Regions from separate parts of the Mus musculus genome. Here all the other regions are linked to region 5. Evidence: chromatin contacts called from public HiChIP or PLAC-seq and promoter capture Hi-C data. All regions are on one chromosome and are shown on one strand. Each heading gives the region's core, a stretch centred on a gene start, on an enhancer-like site or on the middle of the called end of the contact. The rest is flanking DNA. Distances are from core to core; before and after follow the strand shown.

The links. Promoter capture Hi-C pulls out the DNA fragments that hold promoters and counts their contacts. HiChIP or PLAC-seq counts read pairs in DNA pulled down with a chosen protein or histone mark.
Region 1: a contact with region 5 is called in an H3K27ac HiChIP or PLAC-seq map of regulatory T cell precursor, with 7 times the contacts expected there. The contact joins the promoter of Zfp451 here to the promoter of Fam168b in region 5. A contact is called at or near these places in 2 of 39 promoter capture datasets (the C10 cell line and cranial neural crest), 2 of 115 datasets of contacts at active chromatin or transcription factors (regulatory T cell precursor and thymic regulatory T cells) and 1 of 9 other capture datasets (liver).
Region 2: a promoter capture Hi-C map of the 3T3-L1 cell line shows a contact between it and region 5, with 7 times the contacts expected there. The contact joins the enhancer-like site here to the promoter of Fam168b in region 5. A contact is called at or near these places in 3 of 39 promoter capture datasets (the 3T3-L1 cell line, cranial neural crest and embryonic stem cells) and 4 of 115 datasets of contacts at active chromatin or transcription factors (astrocytes, embryonic fibroblasts, embryonic stem cells and 1 more).
Region 3: a contact with region 5 is called in an H3K27ac HiChIP or PLAC-seq map of T-cell acute lymphoblastic leukemia, with 7 times the contacts expected there. The contact joins the enhancer-like site here to the promoter of Fam168b in region 5. A contact is called at or near these places in 9 of 39 promoter capture datasets (the 3T3-L1 cell line, cranial neural crest, embryonic stem cells and 5 more), 10 of 115 datasets of contacts at active chromatin or transcription factors (T-cell acute lymphoblastic leukemia, astrocytes, differentiating embryonic stem cells and 7 more) and 2 of 9 other capture datasets (embryonic stem cells and macrophages).
Region 4: a promoter capture Hi-C map of liver shows a contact between it and region 5, with 3 times the contacts expected there. The contact joins the enhancer-like site here to the promoter of Fam168b in region 5. A contact is called at or near these places in 3 of 39 promoter capture datasets (cranial neural crest, hippocampal neurons and liver) and 2 of 115 datasets of contacts at active chromatin or transcription factors (embryonic stem cells and neural tube).
Region 6: a promoter capture Hi-C map of pre-B cells shows a contact between it and region 5, with 4 times the contacts expected there. The contact joins the promoter of 1700001G17Rik here to the promoter of Fam168b in region 5. A contact is called at or near these places in 1 of 39 promoter capture datasets (pre-B cells), 1 of 484 Hi-C or Micro-C datasets (CD4 T cells) and 1 of 9 other capture datasets (adipose tissue).
Region 7: a promoter capture Hi-C map of embryonic stem cells shows a contact between it and region 5, with 4 times the contacts expected there. The contact joins the enhancer-like site here to the promoter of Fam168b in region 5. A contact is called at or near these places in 4 of 39 promoter capture datasets (the 3T3-L1 cell line, embryonic stem cells and hippocampal neurons).

Annotation. Positions count from the first base shown.
Region 1 is chr1:33,812,890-33,816,371 of GRCm38.p6, reverse strand. Zfp451 (zinc finger protein 451) reads left to right here and starts at 1,777. Exons shown (of 15, transcript NM_133817.3): 1 at 1,777-2,034; 2 at 2,562-2,645. The coding sequence starts at 2,014.
Region 2 is chr1:35,970,003-35,973,631 of GRCm38.p6, reverse strand. No RefSeq gene overlaps it. Among named protein-coding and RNA genes, the nearest start is that of Gm39622, 12 kb to the right of the region's middle. Within about 2 kb of position 1,296, at least 45 of the 459 cell types and tissues checked have an H3K27ac peak or open chromatin away from gene starts, as enhancers often do. A contact at or near this core is called in embryonic fibroblasts, where this site is marked.
Region 3 is chr1:36,148,068-36,151,740 of GRCm38.p6, reverse strand. Uggt1 (UDP-glucose glycoprotein glucosyltransferase 1) reads left to right here. Exons shown (of 41, transcript NM_198899.2): 37 at 1-107; 38 at 1,582-1,696. Among named protein-coding and RNA genes, the nearest start is that of Mir6897, 5.6 kb to the right of the region's middle. Within about 2 kb of position 2,155, at least 36 of the 459 cell types and tissues checked have an H3K27ac peak or open chromatin away from gene starts, as enhancers often do. A contact at or near this core is called in T-cell acute lymphoblastic leukemia, pre-B cells and pro-B cells, where this site is marked.
Region 4 is chr1:35,925,587-35,928,831 of GRCm38.p6, reverse strand. No RefSeq gene overlaps it. Among named protein-coding and RNA genes, the nearest start is that of Gm33176, 15 kb to the left of the region's middle. Within about 2 kb of position 1,916, at least 35 of the 459 cell types and tissues checked have an H3K27ac peak or open chromatin away from gene starts, as enhancers often do. A contact at or near this core is called in liver, where this site is marked.
Region 5 is chr1:34,841,643-34,844,871 of GRCm38.p6, reverse strand. It overlaps Fam168b (family with sequence similarity 168, member B), which reads left to right and starts at 1,822. Exons shown (of 7, transcript NM_174997.2): 1 at 1,822-2,044.
Region 6 is chr1:33,667,692-33,671,209 of GRCm38.p6, reverse strand. 1700001G17Rik (RIKEN cDNA 1700001G17 gene) reads right to left here and starts at 1,386. Exons shown (of 1, transcript NR_033199.2): 1 at 498-1,386. It overlaps Prim2 (DNA primase, p58 subunit), which reads left to right and starts at 1,416. Exons shown (of 14, transcript NM_008922.2): 1 at 1,416-1,586; 2 at 2,190-2,352. The coding sequence starts at 2,199.
Region 7 is chr1:35,848,099-35,851,502 of GRCm38.p6, reverse strand. No RefSeq gene overlaps it. Among named protein-coding and RNA genes, the nearest start is that of 1110002O04Rik, 20 kb to the left of the region's middle. Within about 2 kb of position 1,437, at least 39 of the 459 cell types and tissues checked have an H3K27ac peak or open chromatin away from gene starts, as enhancers often do. A contact at or near this core is called in embryonic stem cells, where this site is marked.

The sequences.
Region 1 (3,482 bases), core at 528-3,027, 1.0 Mb after region 5:
CTGGACTCTATTGGACCACTTCACTTCCTCCATGGAAAGGAGAACACTTTGTCTTTGCTGGAGTAGATCTTTATTCTGGGTATGGATTTGTCTTTCCTGCAAGTGATGTTTCTGCCAACACTAGGGTCTTACAGAATTCCTCATCCACTGTCATGGTGTTCCGCACAGTGTAACCATTTAAATTATCTCATCTTTATACCAATAAAGACACAGGAGGTATAAAAAAAAACCCTTCTAGCTCACTCAGTGAGGTAATTTTATTTTCTGAACCATATACAAAACATCTATTTGCAAGCCCGATTCTACGATTCTACAATGAAACTGCTGGCTTTTCAGAAATCTCTCTGTGTCATTCTTCCAAGCCAGTCTACCTTTTTCTTTAGCTCCTCCAAACCCAAGAGGGCTCCTTAGCTTCTTTCCTAGAATACTGTTTTACCTGTGTCCTGCCAGCTGCTTCTCTGTTGTTCCTGCAAGCCCAATCTCTGACCCCAGACAAGGGGGAAGAGAAGGGAGGGGGAGAGGGAAAAGGAGAGGAGGAGGGGAAGAGAGAGAGAGAGAGAGAGAGAGAGAGAGAGAGAGAGAGCTCTATCACAGGTCCAATTTTCAATTTTGCTTATATAAAAAGTATCTCCTCCCCTAAACCCTACACAGGCTCCAACCCTGTCAGTAAGGTCTGAACCATTTTACATTCACAGAAGGGTAGCTAGCGGCAACTGACAAAGGAAATATCTATTTAACCTTTTTTGTTTGTTTTTTGGTACAGGGTTTCTTTTTGTTTTTTTGTTTTTTTTTTTTTTTGAGACAGGGTTTCTCTGTGTATTCCTGGCTGTCTTGGAACTCTCTCTGTAGACCAGGCTGGCCTTGAACTCAGAAATCCGACTGCCTCTGCCTCCCAAGTGCTGGGATTAAAGGCGTGCGCCACCACCGGCCCGGCTCGGTTTTATTTTATAAGAGTCCAAGTGTATCTTGAAAAATTACATTATACCCCTGGGATTTAGCTGCTTTTACTTTCCCGCTGAACTCTGTACTCTAGTTTTACTCCTTGCTCCTCTCTCTGGTCCTTGAGTGAGACTGAATATTTACTAGCACCGGGAGATAGAAAACATGAGAGAGATTGAGTAGCTCAAGTGCTTCAGGTCTTGGACTTCACTTAAACCTATCCATCCATCTATCGATCCATCCTTCCTTCTGGCCCGAAACAAAGACCACTGAGCATTGCTTTCATAGCAGTATGATCACTAAAGGTCTGAAAGGGTTAACTGACATTACTAGGACTGTTTTGCCCACACCTCTGTGTTCCACTCTCCAAGTAATTAACCTATCAACTCAACCTAGCCTGAAAAGAACAAGGGAGAAACAGGAAAGGCTAGGGGCAGCCCTCTGGAACCTTATCAGTAATGCTACTTTTAGTTTACAGGAACCTGTGGACAACAAGGAAGCCCCTTTGTGAGACTTCTGCGAGAATTAATGACCTCTCAGGAATGCCATATATAAGCTCTTGCCCTTGCTTTGCCAAGATGTAATTGGGAGGAAAAAGTCTTCCATGTTTTCATCTGCCTTGCTTGTTGCCAGTGGGGCTCTTTTCCTGTCAGTGTCTCTAAGTGAAAGGCGGCAGCGGAACGAGAATTGGCGTGGACTCAAAACTACATCAAGACCCTCACCACCTCCTCCTGCCATCTTCCGGAGATGCAGATGAGCGCCGAGCTCCGGATCCTCGCCACCTTTCCCCGCCACGCGGTCGTCAGCCTCGAGACCGGCGGAAACTACGACTCCCAGAATCCCTCGCGGGGCGGGAGGAAGGCGGGGAGCGTACAAAGCGGCGCTGGAAGCTAGCGGCAGTGAGGCCGCGCTTGGGGTCCGGCAGCTTGGCGTCCCCGCGGCCTGAGGCGTCAGCTGCGTGGGCGCTCACGCAGGGCGGGTCGCGCGGCGCCGGGCGAGAGGGAAGTCGTGGCGGCGGCGTCGGGAACAGCAGCGGCGGCGGCGGGAGCGTGGTGCTGACAGGCCGTGGGAGAAATGGGAGACCCAGGGCCGGAGGTGAGTGGTGGCGGCCCGGGCCTTGGCTCCGCCGAGCCCGACCCCGAAAGGTTTGGTTTGTCTTCTCAGCTTTGGGCTCAGCCGGGCGGCGGCCTCGGGCGAGTGCGGGGCCTCCGGGCCTGGTGCACGTCTGCGTGGAGTCCTCAACAATGGCGGTCCGGCCGCCCCCAGCCCCTGGCCGCCCTAGCCGAAGCAGCCGCAGCCCCGAGGGTGAGAAGGGCTTGGAGGCAGGCTGGCCTTGTACTTGAAGCCTGCATCCCCGACCCCGGGGGTTTAGAGCCTGCATCCCTGCCCCTGTAAGAGGCGGGGAGGGGAATTGTGGCAGCTCGCCTGGGAAGCTAGGTCTCTGCAGCTCCAAGACGGCTTAGCACGCCCGGCCTCCTCCATGCAGTTCCCTGGGCTGGATTTCCGCTTGGTCCTGCTGCTTCCCCTCAGGGGCTTTTGTCTTTAATCGATCCTTTTGGGGAGAATTTCTTCCTGCGATCTTGTGGCTGAATCGATAAGCGTGTTTTGGCTTTTGTTTATAGATAATAGAATCTGTCCCACCAGCTGGGCCCGAGGCATCAGAGTCTACCACGGATGAAAACGAAGATGACATTCAGTTTGTTAGTGTAAGTAGAGACAGACAATCGCGGTTTGCTGGAGTGAAGTGTGGTAAGCCATTGTATGATTAAGCCCCACCAGACAGGCAGTCATCACTCAACAGACTCAACAGATAGTCATGAATGGCGAATAGCTGTCGCACACTGATGCTGGGGACTTTCACCCTAAGGGATACCTCAGTGCTTGGGGCTACCTGAACAATTGGAGTAGGCATCCGAATTGTTTTGTGCTTCCTGGTACTGCCCAGGGCTTAACTTCTGTCCAAGAAAGAAGACACACAGGACTAGTTAATGCCAGGAGGTTGGAAGTAAGGCCTGCAAAGAACATTGCATCTTAGCATGATGTATCCTCTAATCGCTGAGGACTTCCCTAACGTCTGAGGTCATCTTGTTACATCACAGAAAATTGTTGGTCACAATGGGGAGGCCTGTGTCACCTGAAACACTGCTGTTTTTCTACATTTGTTCCTTTGGGGAGCAGGTGTTCTCCAGCGTTGAGTGGAAGCTGTAAGATCTGGGCCCCCTCCAGATCTGTTGAATCAGAAATCCAGGCTGGAGCCTAGGTATTGTTATTTTGACATACAGTGAGGGACCCTGGGATCTCCCAGCCAGTCCTAAAGTGATGGTGAGAGGGAAGGGAAACGGCTTTGGGTGATTGTCACCTATAGTGGCTAAGTTTGTACATCAGTTCTTCTTAAGTAGTGTGTAGCTAGAGAACATCCCTGCTTTATACAGCTCTCCTTGGGATGCTGTAGTTAGCTGAGCTTGGCATTGAAGCTCTCTAGTTCTTATTGGTCAGCCCAGATGTATTTGTTGACCTTGTGACCAGCTGTAGACTAATGCTTA
Region 2 (3,629 bases), core at 47-2,546, 1.1 Mb before region 5:
GGAGGAGGCTCGGCTTCTCCTACATCTTCTGTCGTCCACTTCCTGTGTGGGGTCCACATCTATTTCTAATCCCCCAGCGTCTTGCACATCTGCTGAGGTTCTGGCCCATTTCCCTCCTGGGTAGGCAGCTCAGCACTTCCTGCCAAGAAGCCTTAGGAGTGTGTGTTAAACACTCGGAACTCATTAGTGGTTTGCCGGCTGCGTCATTCATTTGCTTAACAGCCATGGGAGAAAAGAGAGTTGGTGCCTGGCATTACCATGGCCCTCAGTTTGGTGATGCTGACTCTCTTTTATGAGTTTACTTGGCACCTGGGTACCCTCTCCGTGAAATGATTCTTTATGCTCTCTGTGCCATTTCTAAATGGATTGCTATTTCCATCACTGAAATTTAGGATCTGTTTTTATATTCAAAGGTGTTTTGTTTTGACAAGGTCTCATTATGGGTGACTCAGAACTAGCTATGTAGACCAGGCTGGCCTCAAAATCCTAGAGATCTGCCTGCCTCTGGCTCCAGAATGCTGACACTAAAGGCGCACCACACCCAGCTAAACACAAACTTTGATAGATTATTTACAAATACATAAATTTTATAAAGTTCCACACATTTTATAAATTATGCACCAAGAATGGTTCTCTGTATATGCTAGAAAGAAGTCATTATCAGATAAGTGTTTGGCTTTCTCTTAGGCTAGTTTGTCTTTCCTTGTCTTAGCAGGGATGCTTATAGAGTGTTGTGTGTACGTGTAGTAGTAGTAGTAGTAGTAGTAGTAGTAGTAGTAGTAGTAGTAGTAGTAGGTATGAATTCATATGCATGTCTGTGGAGGCCAAAGGCCAAAGGTGGATATCTGGTCTCTACTCTATTTATTTACTTGAGACAGAGCATCTCACTGAACCTGGAGCCTGTCACTTTGGGTGGACTGGCTCAGAGCTCCAGGAGCCTGTTAACCTGTCTTCATCTCTGCAGCTCTGGGATGACAGGCAGGCACCACCATACCTGTGCTGAGAGCGGTACTTTAGGTTTTGTTTTTGGAGACTGCTGGGGCTCAAACTTGAATCCTCTGTGTGTATCTGTGTGTCAAGTACTTTACCCACTGGGCCATTGCTCAGGCTTAGAGCTGTAAATTTTGATGTAGTCCATTTGGGGAGAATGGGAAGGAGAAAGTGGCTGAGTGGGGGCAGGGACCCCAGGCAGCAGGTTTGAGGAAGTGCTTGCTGGAGCCCAGAAGAGAGTTCCCAGCTGTGTTCCCTCGCTGTCTCTTATTAAAGGAGGCCCGAGGCTCCACTTGAGGCCACACGATGAGACTGAAGAGGAAGCTGGACACCGGGTTTGACAAAGTAGACTGATCAGCTCACTTGCCTTCTACCCTCCGTAGCTCACCCCAGTCTTTGTCATACTCCTTTAAGAAGACCCCTCTCTGACTAGCAGCTAAGTGGTATCCTATTTCTTACAATCCTTTCCGTTGTACAGGAGTTCTGAGACATCTGCCTCTCTCACTTTTGAATATAACAACACTCTCTGAAACTCATCCTTTGAAGTCTACAAATTTCATTCTCTGAATTCACAAGAAAAGGACCCCAAAGCCACTGGTTTGTTGTGGCTCTAGCAGCTGTTGAGCTCCTTGAAGCTCAGCTCACTGAAAAAGCCTCGCATCTCCCACCTTGATGCAATGTTGTGGCAGCCCGCTTTCCCTTACTGTGAGTAAGTCATGGGCCTCACAGCTTTAGAAGTAAGTGGTTGTGATTTGAATTAAGGTGTCTCCCATAGTCTTTGATGTTTGAATGTTTGGTCCCCAGTAAGCAGCAGTGTTTGGGGTGGCTTAGTGGGCATGGCCTTGCTGGAGCCTAGGGGCAAGCAGGCTTTGAGATTTCAGAGTCCCGGCCATTCTCCGTCAGTCTCCTGTTTCCTGCTTGCAGTTTGAGGTGTGAGCTCTCAGCTTTTCTGCTGCTCTGCCTGACTGCTGACACACTTCCCCACGATGATGGTGACGACTCTTCTGACTCTGGAACAGTAGACCCAAATAACCCCATCCTTCCATAAGTGGCTTTGGTCATGTGTTTTCTCAGAACAACAGAAAAGTAACCCAGACAGGAGTTGACCTGTTGCTTTTGGGCCTGTAGCAGAGCAGCACATGCTGGTGGGAGTCTTTGTGAAGGAAGAACAAGCTACTTTATGACAAGGAAGAGGCAGAGATGGTCCCATACGTGCCAAGGCTAGCCTGTCATCCAGTTTCCCGAGGAAGGCAGGGAAAGAGGTCAGTGATCAGCAGGGCCAAAAGTTGCTGGCTTCTGGCAATGTAACCCCTGCTGACAGCAGCAGGGGAGTCAGGAAAAAAGCTTAGTTACCTGGGTTCTTTTCTCTTTGCTTCAAAGGCTTCGAACTGGCCTGGCTAGAGGCTTGGAGTTCGTTAACTCTTTGTGAGCCAGAGAGAAAAGAAAAGGGAGAAAGTCAAGGACAGACACACACACATACACACACACACTCACTCTTTCATGCACACACAGATGCACAGACACATAGACATACACACAGACATACAGGCACATGGACTTATACACAGACACATAGACACATACACAGATACACACACACAGACAGACACACATACAGACACACACACACAGACACAGAGAGATGAACAGACACAGACCCAGACACACACACACACACACACACACACACACACACACACTCTGGTTGGGCCTGACCACCTGTTTATCAATTTCACAAGTGCACATGTATATACATACTCATATACCTACATACATATAGACAGACATATAATACATTTGGTGGATGGAACACGGCTCTAGCAACTGCACTTAATTTTTTTCTTTCAGCCCTTTCATGCCTTCTTAGATAAAGTTCTTTATAAAATTGCCTCATAGATAAAATGTTACACAAAAGGGGAGTTACAGAGGATATTCATAAGAAGTTCAAAGCAGTGTTTCATTCTATAAGCTCATTGTAAGTTCAAAGCAATAGTTTCACATGGCCTTGCTTTATCATAGTGCACACCTGTGGCCTCATCCTTGAACCTGACCTAGAATGAATGTTTTTCCTTGATCACAAATCTGTCCCAAGCCTATTTCTCTTCTTAGTGTAGTTTATGAAAGCTCACTGTATTCCTTATTATGCAGCCTTTATTTACTATGTTATGAGGTAGGGAAATTCTGTTCCTGACTCCAACTTTATTACATCTTTCTGGTGAAAAACCAAAAACCATTTCCTTAAACTTCTTTCCTAAAATTATTTGAATCAAATCAGAAATTTTATAAAGTCATTAATTCATCTAAACAGCATTAATTCATGAAATTCATTTTCATGTTGATCTGCAGGAAATTTGCCCAATAGGGTGGGCTGATGCTCAGGAGTCATTAGGCTATGGGATAGTTGCAGGAAAGGCATGTTAGCAGTGAGAAGCAATCTTAGGATGAAGTCTCGGGGCTGTGCCTCTCCTGACTGCACCTATCGCAGCCATGCGGAACTAGTGGGCCATCTCTGGGAAATTTGCTTGCCACACCCTTTCCTAGATGGCTTCTGTCACCTATGCCCATAGAGATCTTACGACCTATGATTACTTCCTCTCGCTAGGCCACACCTCTCAAAGTTTTTCTGCTTTCCAATAGTG
Region 3 (3,673 bases), core at 906-3,405, 1.3 Mb before region 5:
TACGGTTACACTCCCTTCTGCGACAGCAGGAGAGAGATGGATGGCTACCGCTTCTGGAAGTCAGGGTACTGGGCCAGTCATTTGGCTGGACGAAAGTATCACATCAGGTACTGAGAGGGTGCCCTGCTTATGCCTCTTATACTACATATAAAGAGAGACTTAGTTTATTTGTTTAGCTGCATATACTGCAGTATGTTCTTCATAGTTTTCCTGTGAGTGTGTCCTGATGTATAATCTACTAAGTACATTGTTTTGCCTATTTCAAGCATATTCGTAACCTTTGGGTGGCACATGCCTTTAATCCCAGCACTTGGGAGACAGAGGCCAGGGAATCTCTGTGAGTTTAAAGCTAGCATGGTCTACAAAGTGAGACCCTGTCTAAAAAACAAAAAAACACCAAACAAACAAAACCCACAACCAGTATACCAGTATATGCATTTATTACTTCAAATGGACACTCCATGTCTTCTGGAAGAAGGTGATTTGGAGGCTAGGACATATACAAGAAATATTATCGAGCTGGAGAGATGTTCTCTGAGATGAGGACCACTGGCTACTTTTCCATAGCACCAACACCCACACCCACATGGGTGCTCACACCTGCCTATAAGCCCAGGTCCAGGGCACCTTTTGGCCTGTGTAGGCACTGTTTGCATGTGATATACAGACATAGATGCAGGTAAAACACCCATACACATTTACAAAAAAAAAAACAAAAAATACATCTTTTTTAAAAAAAGAAAAGATTGACTTATTTTATGTGTATGAGTATTTTGCCTGCATGAAGGCCAGAAGATGTCAGAGTCCCTGAAACTGGAGTTACAGAAGATGGTGAGCCACTGTGTGCATGAAGGGAACCAAACTCTGATCCTCTAGAAGGGTAGCCAGGGCTCCTAACCTCTGCGACAATCCTCAGGGCCCTAAGTAACTCCTTGTTAAAATGAGCACACACAGAGATGAATGATGGCTGCGGTGACTTCAGTTTTATTCCGTGTTTCTTGGCTGCAGAGAATTGGAACCCTGCCTGCTCCTCTCCTGTTATCTTAAGATGTCGTCAGGATAGTGGTGGCAAATTGTTATCATTTATCAGTTTCAGTGATCTTTATCACTGGATCTTTTGAGTTAGCCAGATTTCTTTTTGTCTTTCTTATATTTATTTTATGTGTGTGAATATACTGTTGCTCTCTTCAGACACACCAGAAGAGGGCATCAGATCCCATTACAGATGGTTGTGAGCCACCATGTGGCTGCTGGGAATTGAACTCAGGTTCTCTGGAAGAGCAGTCAGTGCTCTTAACCACCAAGCCATCTCTCCAGCCCCTAGATAGAAATCTTGCCTCAGAAATTAGTTTCCTTGTAAGACAACAAAATAAAAAGCTGGCCAAAGTGAGCCGTCAGAGCAGGCCATAGCCTGCAGGTGTGTGATCCTCTTGGCCATGTGCATGCGCCCTCTGCGGCATCTTCCACTCTCTCTCTGGGACACTGGCCTGTTCCATCCATGACCTCTCCCACCATTCAGTTGGGTTCATTGTTGACATCAATTGATGGTTTGTCTGTAACAAGTGTCTCCTCTCCACTCAGTGCGCTGTATGTCGTGGATCTGAAGAAGTTTAGGAAAATAGCTGCTGGAGACAGACTCAGGGGACAGTACCAAGGTCTGAGCCAGGATCCCAACAGTCTTTCAAATCTTGATCAAGTAAGTGACCGTTGACATTACACATACAAGTATGCCATTTGTGTCTGAAAATGAAGTAGTGTTTGTGTGCTTTCTCAGAACTGAACTATTTCTTCATGGAAAGTATGTGAGTGTGAGTGTGAGTGAGTGTGTGTGTGTGTGTGTGTGTGAGAGAGAGAGAGAGACTTGTCTGATCCCAAAGGCTCTGAGACTGTCAAAAAGCTCAGAATTTACACTAAAAAGTAGTAAAATTTTCTAGCCCTGACTGCCCTCCATGTCAGAACTTTCAGGAAGGCTTGCTGAATAACTTTTCCAATAACAAGCATTTTCAGAAGTAAAATTACAGGTTTGTTTCGTTTGGGTTTGTGTTCTGTTTATTTGTCTTTATGTGCATGGGTGTTTTGCCTGCATGTAGGTCTATGCACTGTATGTGCAGTGCTCCCAGAGACCAGGAGAGGGAGTCTCAATCACCCTGAGCTGGAGTGACAGACAGGTGTTAGAGCAGCCAGGGCTCCTACCCTCACCCTTCTCCTCAGCCCCAGTTGTAGCTTTAAGTGTTTTAGATATCTACTGTCAATCTGCTGCTGCAGCTGCTGTTTTGAGACCAGGTAGCACTTAGTAGCCTTGGCTGGCCTGGAACTCTCTTTGTAGACAGGGCTGGTCTAGAGATCCACCAGCCTCTGCCTCCGTAGTGCTGAGATTAAAGGCATGAGCCACAATACCCAGCTTGTTTAAAGTCTTTCTTAAAATATGTTGTTGTTTATTGTGATATGTAGCATCCATTAAAAGAATCCATCTTCAGGTGTATCAAGGAGTCACTACAAAGCCAAGGCTATAACCAGAGCCCCGTGCGTCAGGAGCATGTCACTCCTGATAGCAGACTGCTGCCCTGCTCCCTGACTGTGGCAGGCAGGAGGCAGCCCACTTGCCACTCTGTAGACTCTACTGAGCCTGCTGTCTAGCCTGGACACCATGCTTCTATTTAGCCTCTTGGCCTCTGCTGACCTGGGGATGTGTTCCCTCTACTCACTTTCCTTTGTAGTTTTGTGCCCTTCACCAGCCGTTCCCCATTCTATCTCTTCCTTCCTGTAGAGCTTCCTGCAGCTAACCACCTTCACTCAGCTCGCCCCCCCACCCTGCTCAATCTTAGTAGTTTATTATTTTAGTCTTTTGTCCTTTGTTCTTTGTGTTTCCTGTCTAGTTAGTTTAGTCTTCTGTTTGTCCTTCATTTTAATTAACATATTTGCTTCCATTTTAGTATTTTTTGTTTTCAGTCTGTGCTGGAATCCTCTGTCCTTTATCTTTAGCAGCTGTCTCATGCAGAGTGACAGTTTGCACTGCCAGGTCTTTGACCCACCTGCTGGCTCTCATCTCATGACCTCTGAGCATATGACTGCTTTTGTTCATGTTTTCTCTCAGCTGTTTCTTTTCTTTATTTTTTTCCTTTTATTGAAAATAATTTTCCCCCTCACATAATATATCCCGATTCCAGTTTCCCGTTCCTTCCCCTCCTCACATTGGATTCACCTGCTTTCTGTCTCTCAGTAGAAAATAGCATCTAAGGGATAATAATAGAATACAGAATAAAAAGATAAAACAAAAGCTAACACATTCAGAATTGAACAAAACAAACAGGAGGAAAAGAAAAGGCACAAGAATCAGAAACCCACTCATTTATTTGCACACTCAGGAATCACATAAAGACCCTAAACTGGGAGCCATGATATGTATGGCTGTAAGACTGTGTTATATTATAAAGTATATTATGTATAATTATTATCTTCCCGCAGAGTAGAAAGTGCAGGTTCAGCAGTATCTAAAGTTTATTTTGTTGACGGTTTGATGAAGGAAATTGTCTCAGTTACTTTTCATTCCTATTTCTGTGAGAAAACACTATGCCCAAGGCCATTGATAAAGCCTTTAACTGCGCCTATGGTTTCAGAGAGTTAGAGGCCTTGATGGCAGGGCAAAAAAACCACGGCAGCAGAAACAGCTGAG
Region 4 (3,245 bases), core at 667-3,166, 1.1 Mb before region 5:
GAAGGGTCTCACCCTCTGTGGTGACTAGGAGGGATGAGCCACAGGGGACAACTGCTTTACTTTCATAGTTCCAGCCAGGGAGACCCTTTCTGGGCAGCGCTACCTTATTATTGTAGGAGGCTGAACGAGTCTGTTTCAAAGGTGAAGGAGCAGAGGCTTGCAAGTGTCAAGCCACTTGTCTAGGGTCTTATAGCTGGTAGGTGACAGCTGGGCAGTCAGCTCCGGCAGCCGTGTGTGGCTCTGGGTCTATGTTGCTGCAGGAGCTCTGGCAGGATAAATCCCTGAGCATGCAGATGGTACCGTCAAGGAGGAGAATGTCCCCGGGGACAGCTTCATTTCGAGACTTTTTGTTAAGTGGAGGATCTGAGGGCAGATGCCAGAAGTGGTCTCTTGGTGTCCCTTCAAGCAGTGTGGCGTACTTATGGTGCGACTCAAGCTTGTTCCATAGAGTGGGTGGTCAACCTGATGCATTTGAGAACAGGGAGTCTCAACTGAAGAGTTGCCTCCGTTGGATTGGCCTGTGGTCATGGCTGGGAGGATTTTCTTAATTGATAATGTAGGATGACCCACCTCACTGTGGGCAATGCCACCCTGGGCAGTGGGCCTGAGCAATATAAGAATGGTAGGTGAATATGAACCCCCAAACAAGCCAGTAAGCAGTGTTCGTCCGTGGTCTCTTCTGTTTGGGCCTCCTGGTTCCTGCCTGGGCTTCCTTCCGTAATGGAGTGTAACCCATCAGCATTTTCTGAGTTGCTCTTGGTCTGTGTTTTACCACAGTGGTAGGAAGCAAAGGAGAATATCAGGTGTGCCCAGCTTTTGACATTGACATGATATCATCATCTACAAAGTTCTTGTTCAACAATTGCACAGTTGAGTTATGGTGTGTGTATGTTTTAGTGTGTGCACATGTAGAAATTAAAGTCAGGTGTCTTTCTCACTCTCTGCCTTATATTTTGGTAACGTGTTCTCTCACTGAATCTGAAGCTATCTGACTCAGCCAGGCTGGCTGAGCCCCCAGTACCACTTGCTCATTCTTGTCCTGAGCCTGGATTCTAAGCACATGCTCTCTTAACAGTTAGCGTTTTACCTGGGTGCTGGAGGTTAAAGTCAGCTTCTCATGGCTGAATGGCAAATATTTCTGAGCCATCTACCGCCCCAGCCACATGATAATATTTAAATTTGTTTTTACATTTATTTAGTGTATATATATATATATATATATATATATACATATATATATGTTTGTGCATATATGTACATGTATGTGTGAGGATATATGTGTGTGAGCATGTATGTGAGCATGTGTATGTGTGTATGTGTGAATGTGTGTGTGTGTGTGTGTGTGCATTTGTATCAGAGAAAAACTTGTGGGGATCAGTCCGCACTTTCACGATGTGGGTTCTGGGGATCCAATTCTCTTACCATCAAGGAAATTTGTTCTAGCCTGTTTTCTCTGCCTATTAAAGGGATAAACGGTGGGAAAAATCTGTCACAGTGTGCAGCAGCAGGTAACTCTTACTAAAGGTGAAAAAACTCACACACAGAAGAGCCAAGTCCTTTCTCTCTTGGATGGCTGGGATGGGCCCCCTGTTCCTAATTTAGGATTGGCCAGTTTCCAATGGTTCTCAACTTTCCTGATGCTGTGACCCTTTGGCACAGTTCCTTGCAGTGTGGTGATCCCCAACCATGAAATTATTTCATCCCCACTTCATAAGTGTTATTTTGCTACTGTTATATAAATCATGATGTAAATGTTTGACGTGCAGGACGTCTGATATGTGACCCCTGTAGGGGTGAAGACACACAGGTTGAGAATCTCTGGTGTAGACAAAGAAAGGGAAGCTGATAAGTCCACAGCTTTGGGTAAACACATCTAGGTCTGGCCTTGAGCTGTATCTGGCTAGACTGGACCCATCAGCTGGAAGTGGGGGAGGGGGTGGTGGTGGTGGCTGGAGAGCTGCAGGCAGGAATGAAAGCCTGCTAGACCTTAATCAGGATGGGGAGGAAGCCAGAAGAATAGCATTTTTCATGCATCTATTTGTGGCGCTTTTGCTTTCTGTCTGCCATCAGGGATCTGACTAGCTCTTAGTTCTTCAGCTCAGGGTGTTGGGCTTGCAGCAAGTATCTTTGCTCTCTGAGCTATCTTGCAACCCCCACACCATACTATTTTAAGTAGGTTTATAATATTGGTTGGGGCTCCCTTCACAGCTATGTTGGGCTGTGTGCAGCCCATGGGCCGTGGGTTGGACACTCTGGACAGGGTCCTGAGAGGCTTCTAAACACAGACACTTGGGGAAGGGCATCTGAGTTCTCTGTCTCTGAACTCCATGGGCTACCTGCTCTGGTGTCTCCCTGGGAAGAAAAGATGGTTTGTCTGAGGCTACAGTGATGTTCCAAGAAAGGCCCCGCCCCTTCTGGGAAGGAAGGAGCAGAAGAGGCCAGCATGTAGGCTTTGAGAGCAGCTGGGCTGAGCGGAGAGGTCAGGTGAGGGGAGCAAACACTGCCGGGAAGAACATATTGATTTCCTCCTTTGAAAGCTGGCCTGGAGTCCTTCATAATGTGTTCTCCTGAGGCTGACAATACCCATTCCCATCACTGTCAGGGAAATGGATCTGTAGCACTCTCTAACAGAAAGCAAACACTTTGCTGGGGATGTGCAAAGAGGGATTGGGTCTGTCCCCAGATACTTTCTGGAGGCCACGATGGTGACTTTCTGGAGACAGAGGATGGCAAGATGCACCAGCTTAGCCATTTGTAGACATTATCTGTGTGGGACATTGTTAACAAGCAGTCACTGCCCAGGGGGCTGTGTGTTGATTGGTGAAGCACATGGGGGGAACTAAGGGGAGTCTGAAGGTGAGAGGGCTCAGGAGAGGTAGCACGGGATTCCCAGAACAGGAATGGCCTTGAAGAATCATCAAGGCACAGGAATACCATGCACAGCACCTGGCCAAGGGGCTCCGGGCAGGGAGTTAGTGAGAACCTGATGTGCCTGGATCCACAGAGTAAAGAGGTTGCAGAGGTGAGCAGAGGCAGACTTAGGGCCAGCCCAGGTGTATATTGAAAAGCCCTCAGAGACAGAAGGGGTGGTGTAGCTCACTGATCAGCCAGGGTGTCCATGCTGGACCTGGAGCTAGACAAAGAGACCAGATTGGGTCACTGCTTTGCCTCCGGAAGACTCATCCTGAGACTCTTGCAGCCCCTGTGAGAGGCCCCAGGGCCAGTGTCCTGGTGGCTAAGATCGC
Region 5 (3,229 bases), core at 573-3,072:
AGTTGACTTTTTTTTTCCATATTATTGAGACCTATTTATATGTTCTCGGCTATAACTGGTTCTTATTGGCCTCTGGAAGGTCTCAGAATACTAAAGAGATTAACCTTTTGTGGTGTTTCATTCTTAATCAAGTGCCTTTTAATTTTCCTTAAGGTGATTTCTCCAAAACATTTTCAAAATTTTAATGGAGACTGTTCTCTTTCACTAGTGGGCTCTGAGGACCCCCAGGCTTCAGTGCAAAGCTTTTTAACCTGCTAATCCCACTTCCTTGCCCCTCCAATCAGTGTTCCTCATAGGCATTGTTGGTGGCTTTTGACAAGAGAAGTTCTTTACTCCATATTTAGAAATGAACTTCCCCATGTTCTCTTCTTTTTTGTTTCCACACTTAAAAATGTATGCCTTTTTTAAAAGTTGGAATCTATTCTGGTGCATGAGTTACAGATACAGTCTATACGTTTGTGGTGGCCCCAGTACCAATAATTTAGTGATCCTTCTTCATCCTCAGCTAGTCATGTTTGCTGTGGAAAAAAAATGGTGGGAAAAGCCAGGCATGGTGGCACATGTCCTTAATCCCAGCACTTAAGGGCAGAGGCAGGCAAATCTCTGAGTCTGTGTAGCATACACAGTGTCAGCTCTCAGGCTAGCAGCCAAGACATCAACATGTAGATTTTTTTTTTGAACCTTTAAGATCCAAATAATAGCACCTAGTGATATGAAATATTTTATTAGATGTCAACTTCTCCCAATTGTTTTAGTATACTTCTGGATTTCCCATTACATTCCATTGGTTCATTATTTGTGCACTAGTGAGCTTATCGGCTGCAGCCTTTAAATATGCTTTCATATCTGATAGGAAGCTTAACTGCCCCTTTTTTACTATTCTCTATTCCCAAACATTTCCTAGCATGCATACTTGATGTTGACTTTTCTGTTTTGTGAAGCCAGTGTGGTTTGGGGCTTGCTCTAAGTGCTTGTTATTTCTTAGCTCTGTGACAGATGCAAGCTTACCGGGGTAAAAATCTTTTTGGTGGCCTTGGAACTGAAAGATCAAAAAGAAAAGAGGGTGGAGAGATGCCTCAGTGATTATTTTTCTTCTCTAGACAGAATTTTTCTGCATAGCCTTGGCTGATATCAATCCTTAGACCAAGTTGGCCTCTAACTTAGAGATCCCCCTGCCTCTGCGTCCCAAATGTTGGGGTTAAAGGCTATGTTTGCTGCTTGCTCTTATAGAGCACCTGGGTTCAATTCACAGAATGGTTCATAAACATCTGTAACTCCCTCTTCTGACCTCTGTAGGCGTTAAGCAGGTACTTGGCAGTGAACACACATTCTTGCAGGCGAAACACTCACACACAAAACGAATACATCTTTTTAAAGGGGGGTGGGGAATCCCAGAGATGGCTCAGAGAAGTTTCCATCACCACCGCACGTAGGAAAGCTAGAAATCCCCTGTAACTCCAGCTAGAGAGGATCACATGCCAGCACTCTTGTGAACAACCCCACACACAGCTACACACTTACACGCATATTAAAAATAAAATCTTAGGACTGTGCTCGGTGGCTGTCGCTTTAAGGCCAGTACTCTAGAGGTAGATGCAGGAAGAGCTGTAAATTCAAGGCCATCCTGGTCCAAAACCAAACAAGGACAAAACAGGGGAAATGCTTACAACGGGCCATAACTACTTTCTACAAGGATGTTTGCAGCCCGGTTTTAGCCGGAGCTTGAGCGGAGGCTCGCAGTCTAGGCGCGCGTCCTAGCATCCGGGCATCTCGCGCAAGCCTCTCGGGGCGCGCGCGCGCAGCTGCGTCACGTGCCCGGCGCGCCCCCGGCTGGCGCGCGGCGGGCGGAAGTGAGGTCGTGGGCTGCGGTGTCTGCGCAGCGTCGGCGGGAGCGGGGGCCGCGGCGAGGCTGGCGGGCGGGCGGGAGGCAGCGCGGGCCTAGCGGTCGGCCGCAACCGAGCGTCGTCTGGGCACTGCCCGTCGCCGAGCCCCACGCCGTGCCGGCTCGGGCCGGCGCGCGCCGGTCCCGGAGGCTCAGGCCACCGTGAGTACGGGAAGCATGGGGGCGGCAGCTCGGGGCGGGCGGGCGGGCGCGGGCCGGAAGTGCGGCGCTTTGTGCAGCGCCTGGTCGGGCCGCGCGGGGAGCAGGGGCGCCGCTTTGTCCGCGGCGGGCCGGGGGGCGGGGCGGGAAGGTCGCGGGGCCGCCGCAGACCCGGCGATCCCCCTCTCGCTGGAAAACGTGGGCTTCGGAGGGTACCTTAGCAAAGGAAGGACGTTCCGGGCCGTGGCCCAGGTTCATCTGAAAAAAGAGAAGGACGACCTGCCAGCGCGTCCTCGGCTGGGTGTTCTCTCTCGTGGTATCTCCTGCATTGTCTGAGCTGATTGTTTTAAGCACTCACGTAAACATCTTGGAGTGTTCTGCGTGCAAGGAGGTTTGCTAGTGAAAAGGTTCACATGTGCGCATACACACCTTACATTTAAAAAAAATTTAAAAAAAGAAAAAAAGGTTTGGGCAGTTCCTATGCCTTAAACTCTCCACTTCGCCTTGTGTAAGATGAGATGATTTTCTGTAGTATGACAAGATTTTAAATTAGAGTAGTTCTGGTGCAAGTAATTAGGACGGCCTTTAAAACTTCGGTAGGTCAAAGGCTAATGAGTGGTTTTCCCTTTGACAGCCAAGATTTGAGAAATCTAGGCCACCTTTCCTAATGCCGAAGCTACTGTGGTGGAAATCGTTGAAGGGCTTGCTTTCTTTAGTCTTTGTATAAAGCTGGCTCATTTTTTTTTTTTCGGTAGTGTCTGTAGTTTACTCGTGCAGCATTTTTGGAATGTTTTGACATGTGAGAAAAGCTTTACGGGTGTTAAAATTAATTGTAACCAGAACCAAATGAAAGTTAAGGTCTAGTAGGCGGGGGCTTCAGGGTTTTGAGTTGCTTGTCTCTGCATTCACCTAGGAGGTGTTGAGAAGCGGTTGATAGAATTGCCCTTCTCCTGACCTCCTGCCCCTAAGGGTGGAAGTGACCGTCTGTATAAGGCCAGTGCCTGGAACCCAGGAAGGAGGAGGAAACCGCTGGCTGCTGTTACTGGACTTTTCTCCAGTCTCAGATTGGTTTGGGCTAGCTCTACACCTGCCTTTCTGTCCATTTTAATGTTAGACAGAGATGAGAAGAAGAAGAAAAAAAATGCATGTTAAAAATAATTTTCGAAGGTCCTATGGTTTAAGGGAGTT
Region 6 (3,518 bases), core at 137-2,636, 1.2 Mb after region 5:
CCTAGCTGTCCTGGAACTCACTCAGTAGACCAGGCTGGTCTTGAACACAGAAATCCGCCTGCCTCAGCCTCTCAAGTGGTGGGATTATAGGCGTGCGCCACCACGCCCAGCTTTATGTTTTTATATATTCAGATATTTAGTTTTGTTTTCTTTTTATTCTTTGTGATTTCACTTAAATTTCCATGGTGTCCTCATTCTAATCACGGTATCTCTCCTTCTGTGCTTCAGCCCCCCCCCCCCCCCACACACACACACAAGGCAGTTAATATATTTTAGGAGTGTCTATGGATTTGGTGATGATAATTGTATATAGGCCACAGAGGAGAAGTGAGTACCCTACTGTCATACGAAAGAAATCAGGCCAGTGAGGTTGGCAGAATGGAGTCCCCTGTCAGGAATCCTTTGGAAGTCACCGTTCTTTTATGTGTAAATTGGGGCTAATTAACTAGAGTCTGTTTTGTGTGGCTTGAGAATAAAAATTGACAGATAAACAGGTTCCGTTTCAAGGGACAGCCGCCGATTTAGTCTATCTTAGGTGGGTACTTTGAGGCTTCAAAGTACTAGGATATACTATGCATTTCTAAACCCGACCACTCCCAGCCCCATCCCAGAGCTTGTGGGTGGCTTTTGTAGGGGGACACGCCGCCTCGAACACACTGTAGACCGCAGCGGCCGTCCAGGCTCTTAGGACGCCACCTAGCTGGCCTCGCTGTGGTCCCGGAGCGCTTTTTGCTAAGTCCTGCAGGTTCCTCCGCTCCCCGAAGTCTATGCTCGCTCGCGTGTTCCCTGGCGAGCATCGCGCGGGGACGAGCAAACCGACGTCATTCTTACAGCTCTTTTCTCGTCCGGAAGATGAAGGCAGCGTTGCTAACAACGAGGAGGGACAGTCCTTGTGTCGTGGGCAAAGCGGACACGGCGGCTCCTTCCCACCTCCTGGAATGACAGAGGGGAGGCCACCCCCGGTAAAGCGCCCGCAAGCTTCCGGAGCCTCAGTTACCCTGACTCTGGCTGCAGCGCGGGAATGTTTGCCGTTTGCACTGCAGCCCCAAGCCCAAAGGCGTCTCCGCGCAGAGAGGGCACCTGGGGTTCTGGAAAACAAAAACAAAAAACCCAACAAAATCTCCATCACTTGCATTCAAGATATCTTAGGGCGGGTGTTGCGGCTCAGCCTAAGCCCAGCACTTGTGGGAGGTTGAGGCAGGAGGATCGCCACCAATTCCAAGTTAGCCTGGGCTTCGGTGCGAGACATGGTCTCAAAAGAACTCACATCCGTCAACAAAACAAAAAACAAAACCAGCATCAAAAAGTCGGTCGGCGTGCAAAACGCTCCAGACGCGCACTACCTTCAGTCGCTACCGCGCCACACCGCGGTGGGCGGGGCGCCAGGGGGTGGGACCTCTGCGCATCACTTCCGCTTCCCGTTCCAAATGAACTCTCCCGCCACTGGGAGAGAGCGGCTGTCAGCGCGGGTGTTTCTTTCAGCCTGGCTGCTGGCTGGTTAAACAATCTACTGCGGCTTTATTTGGGACGGAGAGAAGCCGTGGAGTTGGAAGCTTGTGAGCTGACCTGGTGGGACCGAGTGACAGGTGGTGTCGGGTCGGAGGGAGGCTCCGGGTGGGATGGCGGGGAGGGCGGCCCGGGAAGGCGCTGGGGCCGGAAGGGAAGTTAAGGCACTTTTGACTATTCTGGAAAGGCTGGATTCCAGAGTTAGAAGTACGAGAAGTAAGCCTCTCATCTAGGTAGAATCTACTTTGCTTTACCTTGATTTCAGGAATTTAACACCCCCCTCCCCTCAAACCTCATCTTGTCTTGGGTTCGCACATGCCTGAGGGTGGCAGGCAGCAACACTTAGTGATCACTCTTTGGCTTACAAGGGCCACCGTCTACATATACCCCAGTTTGAGCCCTTCCCACATTCGCCCCTGTTATTACAGATGTGTATAGAAAATCTAGACAACACAGCAGGGTCTAGGAATAATCCCTTTAAAAAAGTCTGTGCATCCAATATTTTGTGTTTCCATAAATATTTACTCTATTGACTCAGCCTTTTTCCGTCATTTTAACATATATATTGCGTTGCCACCTAAGCACTATATATTGCAATATATACTATATAACATATATATATAATTTATATAATATATAATATAAATATATATTTATATAATTTATTTCACTGCTTTCAAAAGGTGGTCAAGATGCAGTTCTCAGGAAGGATCCGGAAGAAGCTGCGATTGGCGGGTGACCAGAGAAATGCTAGTTACCCTCACAGCCTTCAGTTTTACCTGCAGCCGCCTACTGAAAACATATCGTTGACGGAGTTTGAAAACTTGGCTTTTGACAGAGTTAAATGTAAGTGGCATTTAAAGTCCAATGTTTGTGTCCTTGAGAAGTGCAGTTATCACACGATGAATAAAGGCAGTTCCTCTTTGTTCAGCAGCCCATTCAACATCCGTTGGTGATTTGCTGTTGAAGGTTTGTCATTCACTTCTTCACTGTAGTATGCACATTGAGTACTCTGCTTCCAGGTGGCAGGGACTTTGTAATGAGTAATGCAATTAAGGTCTATGTTGAAACTGTATTTGCTATGTGGAGACAGACGTGTAGAGTTAAAATCATACATCAGATTACTTTCTGCTTTGATAGAAGTAAATATTAATGCCCCTGGAGTGTAAAAGTGAGAATAACTAGCTTAGTCTACTTAAGGAAGGTTTCCTAGAGAAGTTGGAATTTGGTCTGGTTTCTGAAGAAATGAGCAGACAGTAGGGATTTCCCAGCAGAAGCAGTGAAGGGCTTTTCCAAACTGTGATAATGGTCTCTACAAAGGCTTGCGGCTGTGAAAGAGAGCTATGCTTCCGGTGTGAGTAGTTGAGGGAGAGTGGAGACGTGTGGACATTTGAAGGCATATTATAATGCGCAGGACCGAGGTGTGAGAAGGATGCAGCCACTGAACTGGAGGCCTCTTATCCTTTGTGTGTGAGAGAAGAAATGAAGGAGCTAGCTATGAACTGAGACAAATACAAGCCCTCTTAGAGTTTATGTTCCAGAATATTCTTGCTGGAGTAATCAGGAGATGGGAAAACACTGTTCATTTTTCTTAGAGCAGCAAGATAAGAGCTGTCAACGCAGGAGAAAGCACTTATTACTGTCCAATGTAGTGAAGGCAAGAGGGGGGGAAGGGCACAGGAGGCTTAGCAGTGTCACATGTTTCCTAGTGGTTGAAACCCTTGGCTTCGTCGTGTCAGATGGAACCGCAAGGACCCCTAAACAGTGGTGGTGCTAGTGAAGGGCTTGAGAGATGCCAAGTAGGTGTCATGAAGAGTGGTTGGAGGTCAGGACTGAGGGAGCCGGTACGGCAAGAAGGCATGGGAAGTGGAGATGCATGTGGAACATGGTCGTGTTCTTAGGTGGCAGTGCAGAAGATTCATTTCTGGTGTTGAAGCATCATTCCTTGAAGGGATTTCTGTGAGGAAGGCTTGCACCTGGCATTAGGAACCTTTGAATATTCGTGACTTCTA
Region 7 (3,404 bases), core at 188-2,687, 1.0 Mb before region 5:
GCAAACGCGAGTAAAGACCATTACCCAAATTCTTTTAGTTGAATTAAGCAAGCTTTATTTTCTTTCAGACAGAGCTGTCTCCCTAAAAGCAGGGATTTGAGGAAATAGCAGTGAACATAGAGACCATGGGGTTTATATAACCCCCAAACTACCAGGGCTTTTCAAGGGTTGTGTGTGTGTGTGTGGGGGGGGGTCCAGAGGAATTTTGGTTATGTAGGAACTTGGCTGAACGCTTCAAAATACTTGGCAGAACATATTATCTTATTGGGGTGGAGGTCAGGGTATAGGGTGTGGAACGTGTCAAATTCCAGAAAATAGGTCAACCCCAAATTTTACGAAAACAGGAATGACCTTACTTTGACCCTCTAGTTTTAAGATGGAGTCAGGCTGGTCCATAAATGGGCAGGGCCACTAAGTGCTGTCACTGTACAGATAGGACCCCGGTTTAAACCGGTTTTCTGTACCCAGACTTGTTAACTCTTCTTTTTCCCTGTTCCTTTCTTTGGGGTGTCTAGATGTGTTAGGTCACGATTTCTATTGTTTTACAACCTTAGATCCGGGGACTGTGAGTGAGTAGGTGGGTGTGTTGCCATCTCTCCATCACCGTGGCAAAGAAAAGCTTCAGTCAGTTTCCCTCTGAATTTTGCAGGCTCTACTCTCTAATCATTGAGTCAGCACAGCACAGTGGAGAGTGTGGAGCCGAACAAAGCTGCTCTCCTTGTGACTAGCATTCAAAAGAGACAGGAAGGGCAGGGGAGGTGGCTCAATGGGCTTGCCTTGCAAGCGTGGCTGATCTGTGCTTTGAGTTCAATTCCCAGGACCCTCTTTAAAAACAAAAAAAAACAAACAACAACAAAAACATCAGGCACGGTGGGACACATCTGTAATCCCTGTGCTGGGGAAAAGAAGACAGGCGAATCCCTGGGGTTCACTGGCCAGCTGACCCAGGTGAACGGGGCAAGTTCCAGGTCTCAGTAAGACATCCCCAGAACTAAGGTGGTTCAGGGGAATGAGGCCTAAGGTTGTTCTCTGTTTTCCACAGCACCCCTAAAAAAAAAGACACAGGAAGGGGGAGGGCTAGAATTCCACAGGAAGAGGAGGGGCTAGGGTATCACAGGAAGAGGAGGAGCTAGCCTTTAAAGGACGTATCGTGACCGACCATGGATGAGGGGGCTCAGAATGAGTTAAAAATCTCTGCTGCACTTGCAGCTACGTCTCATGTGTGGCACTTTGCTTCTGTAAACTTGCTTACTTCCTGTATCAGCTAGCAGTCCCCTCACCCGCTACCCTGCGCGCCCTTAGACGAACAGTTGCAAAGTAATTGTTCCAGCCATGTCAGTTTTCCTTCAGTAAATATGCTCAATCGTGATCCTTAATCACATACGCTAAGCCCACCAATGACAGAAAAAGGAAAAAAAAAAGTGATGCCGTACAGTCTATAAATATAGTGAAAAACTGTTGGATCAGGGCCCAACTCCTCAGAGCTTTAGCTCAGACGGTCTGCCAGCTGAACCTGCTGGCATAATTTAAAAATGAGCTCTCCAGCTCTCTGGGTTCGATTTGTTTTCCTGAAGGTCTGATTTCTGCAATACACAACACACACAACTCCCCCTTTTGCTTTCACTTTTAAAATCCCCACTAGTGCCATTGTGGTGATCAAGCCAAGATCAAGCCTTTAGGGGATAGATAAGATCCAAACTCTAGTACTGTACACAGTTAGTCAAGAGGGTAGTTTTAAAAATAGCTCAGGGCTTCACTGTGCCATGTCTGGTCTCAGAATCTCAGATTCAATATCCCGAGACAGCTTGGCTTCTTCTAGAATGGAATAATAAGCACGTCCCCCTTCAAGATGCAGAATGGAAGGGGAACGTTGACCTTTCGGTCCAGACATCTCCAGTGTATGATGGTTTGACTGTATGGCAGATCACAAGTGATACGTGGTCGGAAGAAAATGTTATTTGAATGCTGACTTTTGATGTTTTCCCAGCTACAGTAGGGATATAGTTCACTTTTGAGATGCTTGGTAGTGTATTGGCTCCATGGTGGCTATTCTGCTAGGAGAGGGTAACAGAGGTATACTAGAACCTGTTTCTGCCTAGATGTTTAGCTTGCTGTGGACTTGGGAGACATCATCCATCGCTACTTAAAGAACACCCAAAGGAGGCAGGCACCTTGTGATACTCAATCTTGATTGCCAACTTGGTGGTAATTAGGATCACCATGGAAACAGACCTCTGGGCACGTCTATAAGGGACCCTGTAGATTGGGTTGAGTTGGGAAGACTTGCCTTCAAGGTGAGTGGTGCCATGCCATAAGCTAGAGTCCCGGACTGAATAAAAAATAGGAAGTGAGTGACACGCCAGCATCCCTCTGCTTGCCTGCTGGCTCTGTGTCCAGTGTGACGGGCTGCCTCTAGCCCTGCTACCCTGCTCTCCCAGGCACGCTGCACTGTGCGTTTAAACCGTGACCAGATGAATTTGTCCTTTTTTAAATCTTTTCATTTTTGTCAAGGATTTTGAAATAGCAATTTGAAAAGCGACCAATACGTGCATGCATGAATGACATTTCCTGGTTCCAACTACGTGCATGCATGAATGACATTTCCTGGTTCCCACCACACTCTGGCCTTGTTACTGCTGCCCTGCTTACAGTGAAGGACCTCAGATATAAGTAGAATAGTAACCACTTTTGCCTTTGTAGAGTCAGAAACTGGGAAAATAGGGTTTCACTTGACACCTGAAGTGCTGACTCATCTTGGGGCTTTGGGTCTAAATATGGGTGTTTTGGGTTAGGTTTTAGTAAAATTTTAAGCCTGTATATGATCTTAAACACTTCACTCAGTTATTCTCTGTATATCCTAGAGTTGATTATCTATTATCAGGCAACGAAGTACCAAGGAAAAGACATTTTTAGAAAGATTATGGTGGTTGCTGGAGCCTGCACAGTTTGTTAAGAGAAGACATGCCTCAGTGATGGTTTCACTGTGCGGATACCAGGATGTAAGATTGGGATACTCTTACATCAAATGCACTGTGAGCACTGTAAAATATTTGACACTTCTAATTATGCTGTTATGAGCAAAATGACGATGTGGGGCGACCTAGGGTGATTGCAGCGAGATAGGCACAGAGTGAGATTTTGTGGCCCAGCTTGAAGGAGGAACCTCATTAGATTCAGGCACATTTGGTGTTTAACACCGTGGCTGCAGGGCTCTGTGGTCGAGACAGTGTACGTTACCCAAAAGCAAAGTCATGGCAGCTACAGGAGGACAGGGCAAAGGCAGCTGGGGCTCCAAGAGGGAGATCGTCTCATCCCACAGAACGAGAGCCTAGAATGGTGGCCGAGCCAGGCCCTGGGCCCTGAAAACAGAGCTGCGGGCTGATGTGGAAGGTGACCATGGTTTG